Regions from separate parts of the Xenopus tropicalis genome. Here region 1 is linked to region 2. The links are chromatin contacts, called in public Hi-C maps. All regions are on one chromosome and are shown on one strand. The core of a region is the stretch at or near the end of the contact, and the rest is flanking DNA. Distances in the headings are between cores, read along the strand shown. Region 1 holds the start of med16 (mediator complex subunit 16). Region 2 holds the start of wdr18 (WD repeat domain 18).

Evidence for each region. A called contact is a pair of places that touch in the nucleus more often than the background predicts.
Region 1: a contact with region 2 is called in a Hi-C map of brain, with 5 times the contacts expected there. The contact joins the promoter of med16 here to the promoter of wdr18 in region 2. A contact is called at or near these places in 3 of 5 Hi-C or Micro-C datasets (brain, gastrula embryo and neurula embryo).

The regions. Positions count from the first base shown.
Region 1 is chr1:100,788,577-100,795,641 of UCB_Xtro_10.0, forward strand. It overlaps med16 (mediator complex subunit 16), which reads left to right and starts at 4,658. Exons shown (of 14, transcript NM_001079173.1): 1 at 4,658-5,105; 2 at 6,673-6,780; 3 at 6,969-7,065. The coding sequence starts at 4,970. LOC116408565 (a small nuclear RNA gene) reads right to left here and starts at 4,418; the gene lies at 4,312-4,418.
Region 2 is chr1:100,444,731-100,451,315 of UCB_Xtro_10.0, forward strand. wdr18 (WD repeat domain 18) reads right to left here and starts at 1,383. Exons shown (of 10, transcript NM_001037264.1): 1 at 1,112-1,383. The coding sequence starts at 1,321.

The DNA.
Region 1 (7,065 bases), core at 3,408-5,907, 350 kb after region 2:
TGAGGCAAACACACCAGTTGTAGCAATGCAGGGCTACAGTACATTATATTGTAATTACCTTTATACACTTTCATTTTTTGGTGTTACTGTTCCTTTAACGCATCTGGTTCATCTAATGCTCTGTTCTAGCCTCTCCTTCCTCAGTTCCTCCTTTGATCCTGATTGACTTAAAACGTATAACTCAATTAGATTCCTCTGTAGGGAACACTGTCTCTCAGTCTCTTCAAAGACAATTAAGATCCTGCTTTTTGAAGCTCTAGGAAATTATTTAGGCCTGTCTTGCCAGTGGGCAAAACTGTACTTTTACACCTGTTTGTGCACTCACTTAGATTGTAAGCTCAACAGGGCAGGGGCTGTCTTCTTAATGTGTCTCTTACCATGTGGCTGTATATTTATTACACTGCTTATCCTCCCTGTGTGTACTTTTCCATATTGTAAAATTATACAGTGCTGCGTTTCCTAGTAGCAGTTTAAAAACAAAGTTATGTATATGTACATAAAACACAGAACAACTTGTTCTTCTAGTTTAATTGGGTTCAAAGGTTTTCTTGACTGTTTATTGAGGGCATCCCTGTGTCTAATGTGCAGTGTTCATCATCATTTATATTGCGCCAAGATTTATTTCCATATATGGAAATTCTTTTAATATTATTGACAAGTATTTCCTTGTTGCATAACTTTCAGCTCCATATTTATGCTCCAAGAAGTGCATACATAAAGATGCAAGCAGATGCAAGAGTCACTGGGGATAATTTATCAACACTGGGCAAATGTGCCCCCGGGCAGTAACCTATTACCACATTCTATCACACATACCCAGTGCTTTACAAGGTGTTTATTGGTCTTAATGGGTCTTGGGACTCCTGTGCTTCTGAGGGCTGTGGCACATGCCTTGTCGCAGGCGACTAATCTTCCCGAAATCGTGAAAGTTTCCACTCAAGGCAACTTCCTTGATTTCCCCCGCGTATGCCATCCCACCAGCGATTTTCATACTTGCCGGTGGGATGGTATTTTGGGGAGACTAGTCGCCCACAACAAGGGAGATTTGTTGCGGGCGACTAGTCTCCCCGTCTGCCACAGTCCTGAAATGTTTTGGCGAGAAAATGCCAGTGGGAAAGATGCAGTGTTTTTTGTTTTTTTAAGCTAAAGTGAACTCAGAAGTCTTGCCCAGTAATAAATCTGTATCTAGTGTCTTTCCATATCGCAAGGTGACTTCTTTGCTTTGCCATTAAGGAAAGAGAAACAGCCATGAAAATATCAAGAAGGTGATCCCTTTTTTCAAAGTAACATACTAATATTAAAAAATGTAATACATTTTTCAAAAGTACAGTAATCCATACACTACACTACTTTTCTTATGACAGTATCAATTAAGCCCGGCAGTGTGGTTCTAGCCCACTAAGCTAAAGGGAGAAATTCTGGGGGGCTCTGTGTCCTTGCACCAAGTGTCCATGTGGGGGTGGGAGTGTGGGCAGAGGGTAGGGTTTGCAGCAGAGTCTGTGGTAAGGGATGGTTGGAGCTGGCAGTAGAGGGAAAAACACAAAAACTACCATTGTGATCTTGTTACAATATCCCACAACAAAGTGAATAACACATTAGTGCCATGTACTTCTGTTTAAGAACCTTAAAGAAACCAGAGATACTATACATAACAAATGGAGATTAATAGACATTGACTATTAAAGACAAGGAAAGGCTTAATCACGTGGGGGGCGGTGGTTAATTAAAGTGTCCTGACTTGTAACTTACTTAGAAGCTTACATAATTTCCTGGTAGGTTAGATACTAATATGAACACTCCTGCAGCACTCAAAATGACAAATAAACAACTTTTCTTTCACCGTTTCAGAGTGCTGTTTGAGCGTTCTTCTTGGCCTTTAAAAAGGGTTCCAAGAGTAACCACCACTTGGTTGCTGAAATCTGAACATGTAAATCTATTTATTACTGTAAACTACATTATAGTCCTAAATGAGTGTGCTGCTCTTGTGTATATATGTGTGTATATCTTACAACTAAGAAAAGAAGGCAACTTTTAATCCGTAAAACCTTCCTGGCAGTGTGAAATGTCTTTTTTAAATGAGTATACTGGTGTATAATGATGCTTTTTGTTCATCCCACCCAATGACCTGCCAGAAAGGATCACAGCTGCTTGGCCAGGTACCTTTGGGAACATAAGTGCCTGAGATACTGTAGGAACTATTGCTGCTGTGTATGTGTTCAACTCAACTGTTGCACATGTGCTGTAGAGTTAAGAAGGGTCCCTGTGTTTGCAGAGAGGCGTCCTACATTATCCTAGGACCTTACGTTTCCAGTATGTGCTGTCACACTGTCTGCGGAACCAGACAGTGTAGAGGATATCTGCACCATGTTAGGGTGGAGGAGCTATGAGTGACAACCAGACATTACCAACTATTCCTGATCCCAGGTCTGGATCTGTGCAATGGCCACAAAGGCTTGGGCCTAGAATGGCACATCTAAATTTTGTTCTGAAGCACTAGGGACCAGCAGATCTTTTTAAATCTCCCATGCACCCAATTCTTCCAACCTGATAACTGAAAACTTCCATGTGCCCTCAAAAACATGGGGAAGAGGGGGCAACAGCAAGGGTGAGGAGGGTAAGTGCAGCGGCTGTATGACCAAGAAGCATTTGACTTATAAATCTGGCCCTGCTTGAGGGAGTATGGTGGTGAATAATACAAACGGGAAGGTGGTGTTACTGATGCTGTGGCAGCTTCATAGGGTGGGAAGATCCCAGTGCATTTGTGCATTTTTAGTGTTCATCAAGTGGTGGGAAGCCCACTGTGCTTCTAATGCAAGATAAAGAACAGCAATTCCAGTCTGGTATTGGGGTTTTGGCACCACAAGTAGCAGCTATCAAAACTCTAACTACTGATGAGTGGGTCAAAATTGTTTCAACCTGTGTGTGCCACAGCCATAAATAGTCTCTGAGGCAGTCTGCTCAGTGGTATTGTAGTTTATCTACAAGGGTGCAATAAGGAACCTGAGGGGATGGTTTCACCAATATCTATAGCCTTTACTGAAATAACATTTTCTACAGATTTTAGCAGATGCTTTGATCTGCTCTTAGTTTTCCTGTGTGCGCCACCTAGTGACACAATGCAGACATTGTTAATATAATATGGAAGAGAAAATACAGAAATAAAAAAGTAACTATAGTATAATGAAAAATAATGTGAGGAAAACAATTACATTGATACCGTCTCTTCTTAAGAAAAATCTGTGGCCCTGCAAGGGATTTTTACAACCCATGGTCTGCTCAATATCTCCATTGACTTCTTTGTAGATACACTGTGTATCTCATCCCACAACAAGTGGGATGAGACACAGTGAAATCTCACTTTTACATTCCCTGATTTTGCCATATTTCACATTTCCACAATCATTTTTTGGAGGGGTCTGGCGCACACAGGTACCTGGCCACCACCCTGGCAAATATTAAGCAGCGGGCACCCTTAACTTTATCAATGAGAGTGACTATAGAGCAGGGGTGGGCAAACTTTTTGGGTCAGGGGCCACATTGACTAACAGACGGGCCGGACCGGGCCGGGACAGCGTTACGCCCGGGGCTGCCATCAAAAATTATGGGGCCTCTCAGCTCCCCCCCAGCATCCTTCATGACCTGCGGCTCCCTCCGCCAGCGACCCGCTGCTTCCTCCGTCCCGTCCTTCTGTTCCCCGGCTCCCCAGTGCATTCTTTTATATGGTTGCGCCCCGTGTGTGCTGACGCTATGCGCATGCATGGGGCGCAACCAATCAGGGCCCGTCATTCTTTTAAGGGGGCCGGAGACAGCGGGCCATAGTTTGCCCACCCCTGCTATAGAGGAACCAGACCCTATGGTCCAGGCTGCCCCTGGTGCCCCCCCCCCAACCATGGTGTCTGCTTCCTCTATAGTTACACCACTGACTGTAGGAAGAAACCATCTTCACAGCATAATAAAGGGGGGAACTAAAGATTTTTAGTTTTTAAATCATAATCCTGTGTGTGTGTAAATCTATATATATATATATATATATATATATACACAAACACACACACTGTTCACAAATACACATTTTTTATTAGATGAGTGGAGAATATATATATATTAAATTAAAATAGTCCCAAATTACATTTATTTCCAAAGTAAAGTGTGAGCAAAATGTAAATGTAAAAATAGAAAGGTTTATTACTCAACGATTGGGTCTCACACAGAAGCCTTCATCTGGAGTGAAAAACAAACTAAATACATATATATATATATAAATATACATGGTTTGTTTTTCACTCCAATATCCATTTGATAAGATAAGTGCAAAATATGGAACGCTTCACGAATTTGCGTGTCATCCTTGCGCAGGGGCCATGCTAATCTTCTCTGTATCGTTCCAATTTTAGTATATGTGCTGCCGAAGCGAGCACAAACATACCTTAGCGCCGGTTCTTATTTAAAGCCCCTAGCTTTTGATTCGGTTATATTGGAGTGACAATTTTGTATGTCTATATGTATATTTACACCGAGCAGCAATAAATATTACTTGATATTGTTTTATTTACTGGGTACATGAAAAACAGAAGAGAAAGATTGAATTTATAGCTGCAATTTAGGCATTTGCCACGATGCACGCCGGGAGAGGTCGGCATGCTAATCTAAGGATGACGCCATCGGAAAGCGACATTGAGACGCTTATTCCGTGAGACGCACTAATGTAGCCGGGAACTTTCATTACTGGTTTTACGTAGAACCTTGTTATCCTACGGGATTCTGGAACCAGCAGTAACCAGAGCAGTTTAGTAGCAAATCCCCTACGCAAGGTTCTAGCATATTTTCGCTTTTTGACGCTTCTTGTCGTCCGCCTTCGTTTCTTATAGCTGCAGTCAGTCAGTCCATTCCCAATGTAAGCCATTGTGTTTCTGTTCCCCCGATCTGTAGCCCTTCTCCCATAGTTAGTAGGTGCGTGTTTGCTGTCAGCATGGATGTGGGGTACGTATGTGAGTGGGACAAAAGACCACGGACCAGTCACTGCCCATCAATCCCACTAGTTTGCGCTTGGTCTTGCCGCAATCTTATTGCTTTCACTACAGATCAGCGCAATGAGGAGGAGAAAGGTAACATCTTTTTGTTATTACAGCACCGCTCTGTGAGTGTGATTATATGTGTGTGTATTTCTATTATTTAGTAACTGTTATATGTCTACTTTTCTCTCTCTATCTATAATGCATAAAACAATTAAAAGACAAACCAAAATGAGTCTTACCCAGTGTTGGACTGGATACCAGGAGAACTCATGGTGGGCCCAGGTGTCAGTCTCCTGCTCCTGATCATTTGGCCTGTTTCATGGTCATTCCCTATTTCTGAATGGGAAGAAAGTCAAGAATTAGATGGAAGAATAGATGCTATGTAAATAAAAGAGACTTGGAGAATAAAGTGGTTGGGTGGGGAAGGAGGACAAATAATTTGGAAAGTGGGTCTAAGGTTTTCTTGTGGGTCCCTGGGTTCCCAGTCCAAAGCTGGTCTTACCAAAGAGCTTGGATTGCTTGGATTACATTTTTATATTACCATGTTTAAAATGAACTAGGTTAGTATATTAAGGGTATTTGGGTCACTAGAATGCATAGAATGCAGATAGATGCATAGACGCAGATAAAAAATTAAAGCATCTGAATCTATAGGCATACACATTACGGTTAGGCAATGCCTTTTACATTACATTAACATTTATTTATAAAGCGCCAACATATTCTGCAGCGATGTACAATAAGTGGGTTACATACATTGGACATACAGAGTAACATATAAAGCAATCAATAACCGATACAAGAGGTGAAGAGGGCCCTGCCCAAAAGAGCTTACAATCTACAAGGAGAAAGGGTTGAGACACAATGCCTTGCACCAATATAAAAATAGAAAGTATTGCTTGTAGTGGAAGCGTGGCAGCTTGAGACCTAGGTGCACAAATTCAGACCCAGGAATGTGTTACTGCAATAAATTCTACTTTTTATTTAATGTCATTCTGTGCCACTTTGTATTGTGGGGAAAAAAAATTCTGCACCTTACCCCCCCTTAGTAAATAATCCCTGCCAGCAGGCTCAGACTGCCAGTCTGTGGGTTCTGGCAAATGCCAGAGGGACTGCTGAAAGATGCCATAGACAGTGACTGTGTAGTAGAGCGCTAGTTGGGGGCTATTTGAGCTTTTGTGTGCTGAAAATGCTAGGGCCTATTTTAAATCTCAGTCCAGAGCTGCCTACTAGAATGTTAAGTGAAGAAGTGTGTATTCTCTCACAATAGTTGGGTCGTGTGAGCTGTAAGAAAAGTGCTTGTTACTGAAAAAATGCTAAACAATTGGCTGTAGTTAGCCCTCCTTCCCACCCCCATTCATTTACCTTATGAAATTTACATTGAAGTGCAAAGAGTTCATCTGTCTTCTATTATCTTTCTAAAAAGTTCAACTGTACTCAAAATCAGGCGTTTTACAATGCACAAATTTAAGTATATATTTTATGCTCTCATTGAATATATTCTTATTCGTTAAAGCAAGTATAATTTGACCATGGAGAGTTGCAACATTGCATAATTCTCACCAGATTGTTTGTTTTCCAGGGTTTTGATAAATTAAAAAGTGTTTTTACAGGAATATGGATAAATCTGAAATAACTTGATTTTTTTTCTTCTCAGATATCACTAATTTGATCCATATCCTCGACACAGAACATCCGTGGGATGTCTACTCTATTAACTCTGGGCACCAGGAAGTTATTACCAGCTTGGAGTGGGACCAATCTGGTACAGTAAAACAAATTGCTGGGCTTTTTGATAATAAACAAGAAAACCATATAACTTAAAAGGGAAGGGCAGAGAGCAAAGGGAAATATGAAGAAACAAGATAAATGTGGGAAGCAGAAAATGAATCCTTGAAGGGACATAGACAGTAGTGTTTGTAACTGTTGCTTTGGTTTTATTGGTATTTTTAGGTTCCCGCCTGCTCTCAGCTGATGCAGATGGTCGAATCAAATGCTGGGGAATGACTGATCACTTAGCAAACAGCTGGCAGAGTCTTGTAGGCAGCGA
Region 2 (6,585 bases), core at 133-2,632:
AGAAAATTTTGATCGGGCGCCATAGAAGACGCCTGACCAAAATCTGCCGTCAGGGCTGAATCGGCAGAAGGAGGTAGAAATCCTATTGTTTCAGCCCTGACTGTGTGAGGCGGATCTGATGGTTGCACGAAACATCGTCCGATCGCCACGTGTATGGCCAGCTTAAGACTAACTTCATGCTAGACACCAAAGGGTCCCCAATTATCCTAAAAAAAAAACAAAACAAAAAAAAAAACGAGGATACCGGTACTCTATACTAGAAGCTATAACAATCTCGGGCATCCTATAACCCGATCCTATGGCATTTCTGTCACCAGAGGCTGTAAATGCTCTTCTGCGAGTAAAAAACTTGAGCCTGGTGATATACCTAGTTCCCACCACTAGCCAAATGTCAGTTTTCAATTTTCCTGGCTATTTAATATGTCACAAAATTTAACTGAATCAGATTTTAGTCCTTTACTGCAAAAGTTCCACCAACCCGGCATCCCTCTTTTCTCAATGAATCCAGTGAAGTGGATAAATCTGAAAAGTCAGTGCACAATTCCATTAGTGCAGCATTTCTTATCCTTTTTTCTCAAGAAACCCATATTAAGTTGTGGGATGCACTTTGCTTTAGAACCAGCCATACACCTTGTCTTAATTGCTTTTATCTGTTATAATAAGAAATGTCACATTGCTGAGAGACCATGGAAACCCACACTAAACTAATCACTAGTATTTTTGGCTAGCCTGTGTCTAAGCAATGCACACAGTTCATTTTCAACAACTGCATTTTCAGCACATACAGTTAATATTGGCTGAGAGTGACACCAGTTCAGTCACAGTTGGAGTGGAGAGTCACAAGAAGCATAGTATTGTAATCTTGACATTTCTGAAAGCACAAAACTTGGCCGATCTAAAATCTGAGTAGCCTCGCACATTTACTTCATTGATTTAAAAAGAAAATGGCCAGTCCTGTCAGGATTATTCTCTGAGAATCATATAGGGATACAAAATGCCTGATGTAAAGCAAGCGGGAACTGTTATAAAACTACAGCCCCCCCATAATCAGTAACAAAGGTAGAACGCAAACATTACTAACATCCAGCCAAAGCGCGGCCCGGTACCTTACCCGTCTCTGCAGCTCCCACACATTGATATAGTTTTTGCCGAGCTGTGCGCCCAGCAAGTACTGACCACCGAGTACCGCCAATCCCCGGTTCGATGTATTTCCCCCTCTATAAGTCAGAAGCACAGAGCCCGTTACCGGCTCCCAAACCGTGCAGTTTGCAACTTGTCCTGTAGCGTCAGCGCTAAGCACTAGCTCCATGGGCGCCGCCATGTTTAGTCAGAGCGGAAAGTCACGTGGTAACAGGGCAGGGATGGCTTCTACACCACGTGACAGTGAGCCTACACGTCCCCTCCGAGGTTAAACAGTTCTTATAATGCAGTTATTTTGCGGAAGGGCTGCCTAGAGAGCATTTAGCAATTTTCATATAATATCACAAATGGCAAGTAAAGCTGTTTATAGCATGTAGATTTTGCCTGATTTGCCAACCAAACTTTTGTGGACTATATGGCTGACCAGTGTCGGAATGGGACCCCAGGGGCCCACCAGAAAACCTTAGGCCATGGGCCCACTCTCCAAAGTATTTTTCCTCCTTTCCTCACTCAACCTCTTTATTCTCCTAGTCTCTTTTATTTACATGCTAGGATCTATTTTTTCATCTATTTCACCTGTTTGTTCCAATTCAGAAATAGGGAATGAACATGAAACAGGCCAAATGGTCAGGAGCAGGAGAGCCCACTGACACCTGGGCCCACCGGGAGTTATCCTGGTGGGCCAGTACCACACTGTGGCTGACCCAATAAAGCTGAAAATGTGATACGGAATTATGCTCCTCTTTTCCGCCATTGTGTTCTTGTTTCTCCTATTTAGTGTGTAATGTTGTCTCTTCTCCTGCTTATCTTTCCCTTTCTTGCTTATTTATTTGTCTTTTCCCACATGTAATTCTGTGCAAATGCCATTCTCTTCCTTTTAAACCCACAGGTGTGCTAGCCAACCCTTTACTGCACCATTCAACTAATGTGCCTTTTCTCCCACCTTTACCCCACCCCATGTGCTAGTCTCTCTTACTCCCTGGTTCCATGTTCCAGTGAAGTAACATTGAGCTCTCTGTTAGTAAAATGTTGCCACCTTTTCTGGAGAAAAACACTGGCCTTTTTATATCTGAATCTTTGTTCCCTATAACATTGGCATGATGCATCTTTTTTTACCAGCCAGGTGGTAACTCTTACCAACATTTACTTTCCACCCTCCCCACATACTAGTACTAAATGTTAAAGCAGTGGTTCTCAACCTTCCTAATGCCGCAACCCTTTAATACAGTTCCTCATGTTGTGGTGACCCCCAACCATAAAATTATTCCTAAGACTATCGGAAATATGTGTTTTCAGATGGTCTTAGGCGAACCCTGTGAAAGGGTCGTTCGACCCCCAAAGGGGTCCAGACCCACCGGTTGAGAACCACTGTGTTGAAGGGTCAGGGTCTGAAACAGGCATTGTGGACATTAGGACATCTGGAATGGGATTGCAAGCTGCAGTGGGGCAGAATAGGGATTATGGCTGGCCCACAATGTGTCTGTATTTGTCATGGATCCTTAGTGGGCCCCTGCGGCCCCAATACTAGTTACGCCACTACATGTATCACTTTACACTTTTTTTTTTATCAAGAAACCTTTTTACTAATTTAATATAAGAAACATTAAACACATCAAGGTTCATGTTTGTTTTCAAGCCATACATTGTTAATAGAAATAGAGCCAAACCACTGATCCATCCCAGGCACTCCCTTTATGCTAAAACCCAAAGCAAAACCTGACAACTCTCTTGTAAGAGAACTAAACACTAAAAAAAAATATTGCTAGTAATACCATATTTTATATACTGAACTAGTCATGTTCAGCATCTTTATAAAAGTAATGATCCAGTACTTCAAAGTTGTCACAGGTGGTCACCATACTGCAATCTGTTAGAAGTGTCTCTGACACTCACATTCTCAGTGTGCTATGAGCAGCTATTGAAAGGCTAAGCACTGCAAATTATCAAGCAGCAAATGAGGTTAGTCTGTAATAATGCTACAGGGCTTATTATTAAATTCTGCAGCTAATCACACTGGTTTCAGAGCCGTCATGCAGTAATAATCTGTACTATTTACTAATCAGCTTTATATTGTGACATATTCTCTATATATTCACTCTTACCTTCCAATTTGTGCCTGTATGTTACCCAACCACTCAGATTGTAAGCTCTACAGGCAGGACCTCCTTCCTACTGTGACTCATACCACATGGCACTTATTCCCTGTGTATTTATATATATTTATTGTTTTTATTTATTATAACACTTGTCCCCCTGTGTGTAATTTTGTAAGATTGTACAGCGCTACGGACCCTTGTGGCGCTTTATAAATAAAGTTATACATACATATACAGTATATTGTGAGTGGGTCCCTAAGCTCAGTAACTGACAGCAGCACAGAGCATATGCAAGGAATCAGCAGAAAAGAAGATGGGGAGCTTATAGGCACAGATCTTGCCTGCTAAAGGGCTGTGGTTGCCTTGGGCTGGTACAGGAGGCCAAAACATAATGTACAACATTTTTTTTAACTTTTTTTAGTTAAGCTTTAGTTCTCCTTTAAAGTAACAGTTCAGTATAAAAATTAAACTGAGTAAAATAGATAGACTGCAAAAAATAAAAAAATGTTTTCCATATAGCTTTCTAAGCTGTTAGCAGTCAGTAACCAATCAGTGACTAGAGGGGGGTCATAAGGGACATAACTGTTCAGTTAGTTTGCTTTTGAATCTGACCTGCGTGCTCACAAACCAACTAAACAGTTACATCCCATGTGGCCCCCCAAAGTCACTGACTAACTACGAGGTTAGAGAGCTGAAAGCAGGAAGTGGTGTTCTGGCTGTTATGTTAGATGTCTTCTTACTCCAGACTTTATAGATTACATTTTTGCCTAACTATATTAGAAATATTTTTTAGTTTGTGCAGTCTGTTTTACCCTGTTTCATTTTTACATGGAACTGTTCCTTTAAAGGAGAAGGGAATTTACAATCACTGAGGGTGCAAAAATTTTAGGCACCCCCCCAGTGATTTTTATCGCTTACCTGAAATCTCTGGCCGGTGCTCCTGTTAGTGAAAAAAACTCCACTTGCCTTGGTTTATGCAATGAAATGATCATCTTCCTTCTTTAGTCTTCACGTATGCACAGTGGAGTAAAAAGCCAAACTTAAACAAAAAACTGGCTTTTCACTCATCTGTGCATGTGCGGGCCTTGGGATCTTGTCAAAAGGAAAAGGCAGGAAGAGGATCGCTCACCTGCATTAAGTGATTACAATCACTGGGGGGTGCCTAACATTTGGAAACCCCCCCCCAGTGATTTAGCCCTTCTTCTACTTTAGGTCTCTTGGGACCCCTAACTGCAGCACCCCCTCTACCCTCTTGATGGCGGACCTGCTCACAGCCATAACCTACATAACATTAGTGAGGTTTAGCTCTTATTCGTGAAATAAAGTTGTTTTATTATCCTTTGACTCTCAATTCAGCCTCCCACCATCCAGTCTATATGTTCTTGAATCATTTTGGGGTACCTCTAACCAAAAATGTAAGCTTAATCGGGGGCAATGTATTGTTAACAAGATTTAGATACCAACTTTTGGATGGTTTGAGCAGGATTAGTGACAATTCATTAAAACTAAAATGTCAAATGTAACAAAAAACCCCCCAAAGAATTACAAACAAAACCCCTTGCTACTCTGGTCTCCAGCTTACTAACTACTACAGGAGTCCCTTACTGGGACAAGAAACCTACTGGGATTCACAGGGTCACTATACCTTTTCTAGACCAAAATAGTTTCTTTCAGAGTCCTTTTCACTTTTGTAAACTAGCAGCACTCTTCATTTTGGGTCTCTGGTTCTCTAAAGACCCTAGGTTGCTAGCAGATCTAACCTGCTAATTATTCCCTAGGTGAGATAAGCCAGAGGAATTAACCACCTCAAGACTGCTATACATAAAAAAGTAGGACATGAACCTAGGAAAATATATCTCCCTTCAAACTCTTTGCCCCTTGTATTAGTTAATATTTGTATAGAATCTGTATGTTTGGTGTATACACCTGGTAGATGAACTTGAAAGAAAGCTTTACCTCTTGTATCAGTCAATATTTGCATGCAATCTGTATGTGTGGTATACACCCAGGGCACAGGGGTCATTGAAGTTAGGGAAGAGTGGGCCCCAAGAGGTGTAAAAGTGCAATCCGTGGGTCATGAAGGTGGTCAGTCTTGCAGGAGGGCTGGTGGGGTTTGTGTGGATTGTGGGTATGGGTTCAACAAATGCGACATGGCTAGGGCGGAAAAGGGTGTGGTTTTGCATGTGCGAGATAACGTTTTTTCATTAGAGAACAAGTCTTGTTGGTGGGGCCCAGGTGATAATTGGTGCCCGGGGGCAGGGTCCTGCTATCTAGGTAGTGTGGGGTCCAATAATTCCTGATGGCAGCCCTGTATACACCCTTGTATTGTACAGCTCAGCTCAGTAAAATATGCCAGTGCTTTATAAATAATAATAAAGTTAGTAATGATAATAATGTGCACTAACACTTCCCCAGCCCAATATTATCCAGTAGACTATAAGCATCATTGTCTGCAACGGCTAAGTGGCTAGTTGGCCAAAGGGGGGTAAGGTTGGATACAGGTACTGAGGAGAAAATACTACTTGGCCCAGCTCTGCCATCATCAGTATCCAGACAAAGATGAAAGGTTTACAATGATATCTTTCTGTCTTGGGTACATTTTCAATATAAATATTGATCCTGATCATTTGCTGCTACAAGTATATAATATATATGCCGCACACACAGGGACTTTAAAAAAAGAGCAAAAAATCTTTATTAATCCAATGTTTCAAATTTTTTTTTTTTTTGCACAATTAAAAACTCTCTGTTCTGGGTGATTGGATATGTGTTTCAGAAGATACCTGTAAAACTCCTGACAGGGAAGTTTGCTCCGGATAAAGAGAATTTAAATATGTGTTTGCTGAAGGCACATAAGCATATCTACTGACGTACAGTTTCCCCTTCTTGAAGTATGCAGTAATAAGTTGTATTATCATTTCAGTCATTTAACCCATTCTATCTTAAAATGTTTTTGATCTATTGTGACCAAACATATTCTTAAATATCTGAGAAGAACAATATTGAAGAGGAGATACATAAGTATATGTAAGTGTATTCATGACTCCAGTTGCTAACCTGAAATCCTTGGCCAAACTGAGCTCATGGTGCCACAATGAGCATCATGCTCCTGATCATGAAAGTTTATAGGCACTGTTTTAATTTTGGGGGATCTTCCTTCTTAATAATTTGGCAGTCTTATGTATGTTTGGCATCATATGGGCGGATGCCTGTATACTTAATTATGATGTTTTGTCTTTGTACCTATTAGCCCAGTGATCCCCAACCAATGGCTTGTGAGCAACATGTTGCTCACCAACCCCTTGGATGTTGCTCCTAGTGTCCCCAAACCAGGAAGTTATTTTTGAAT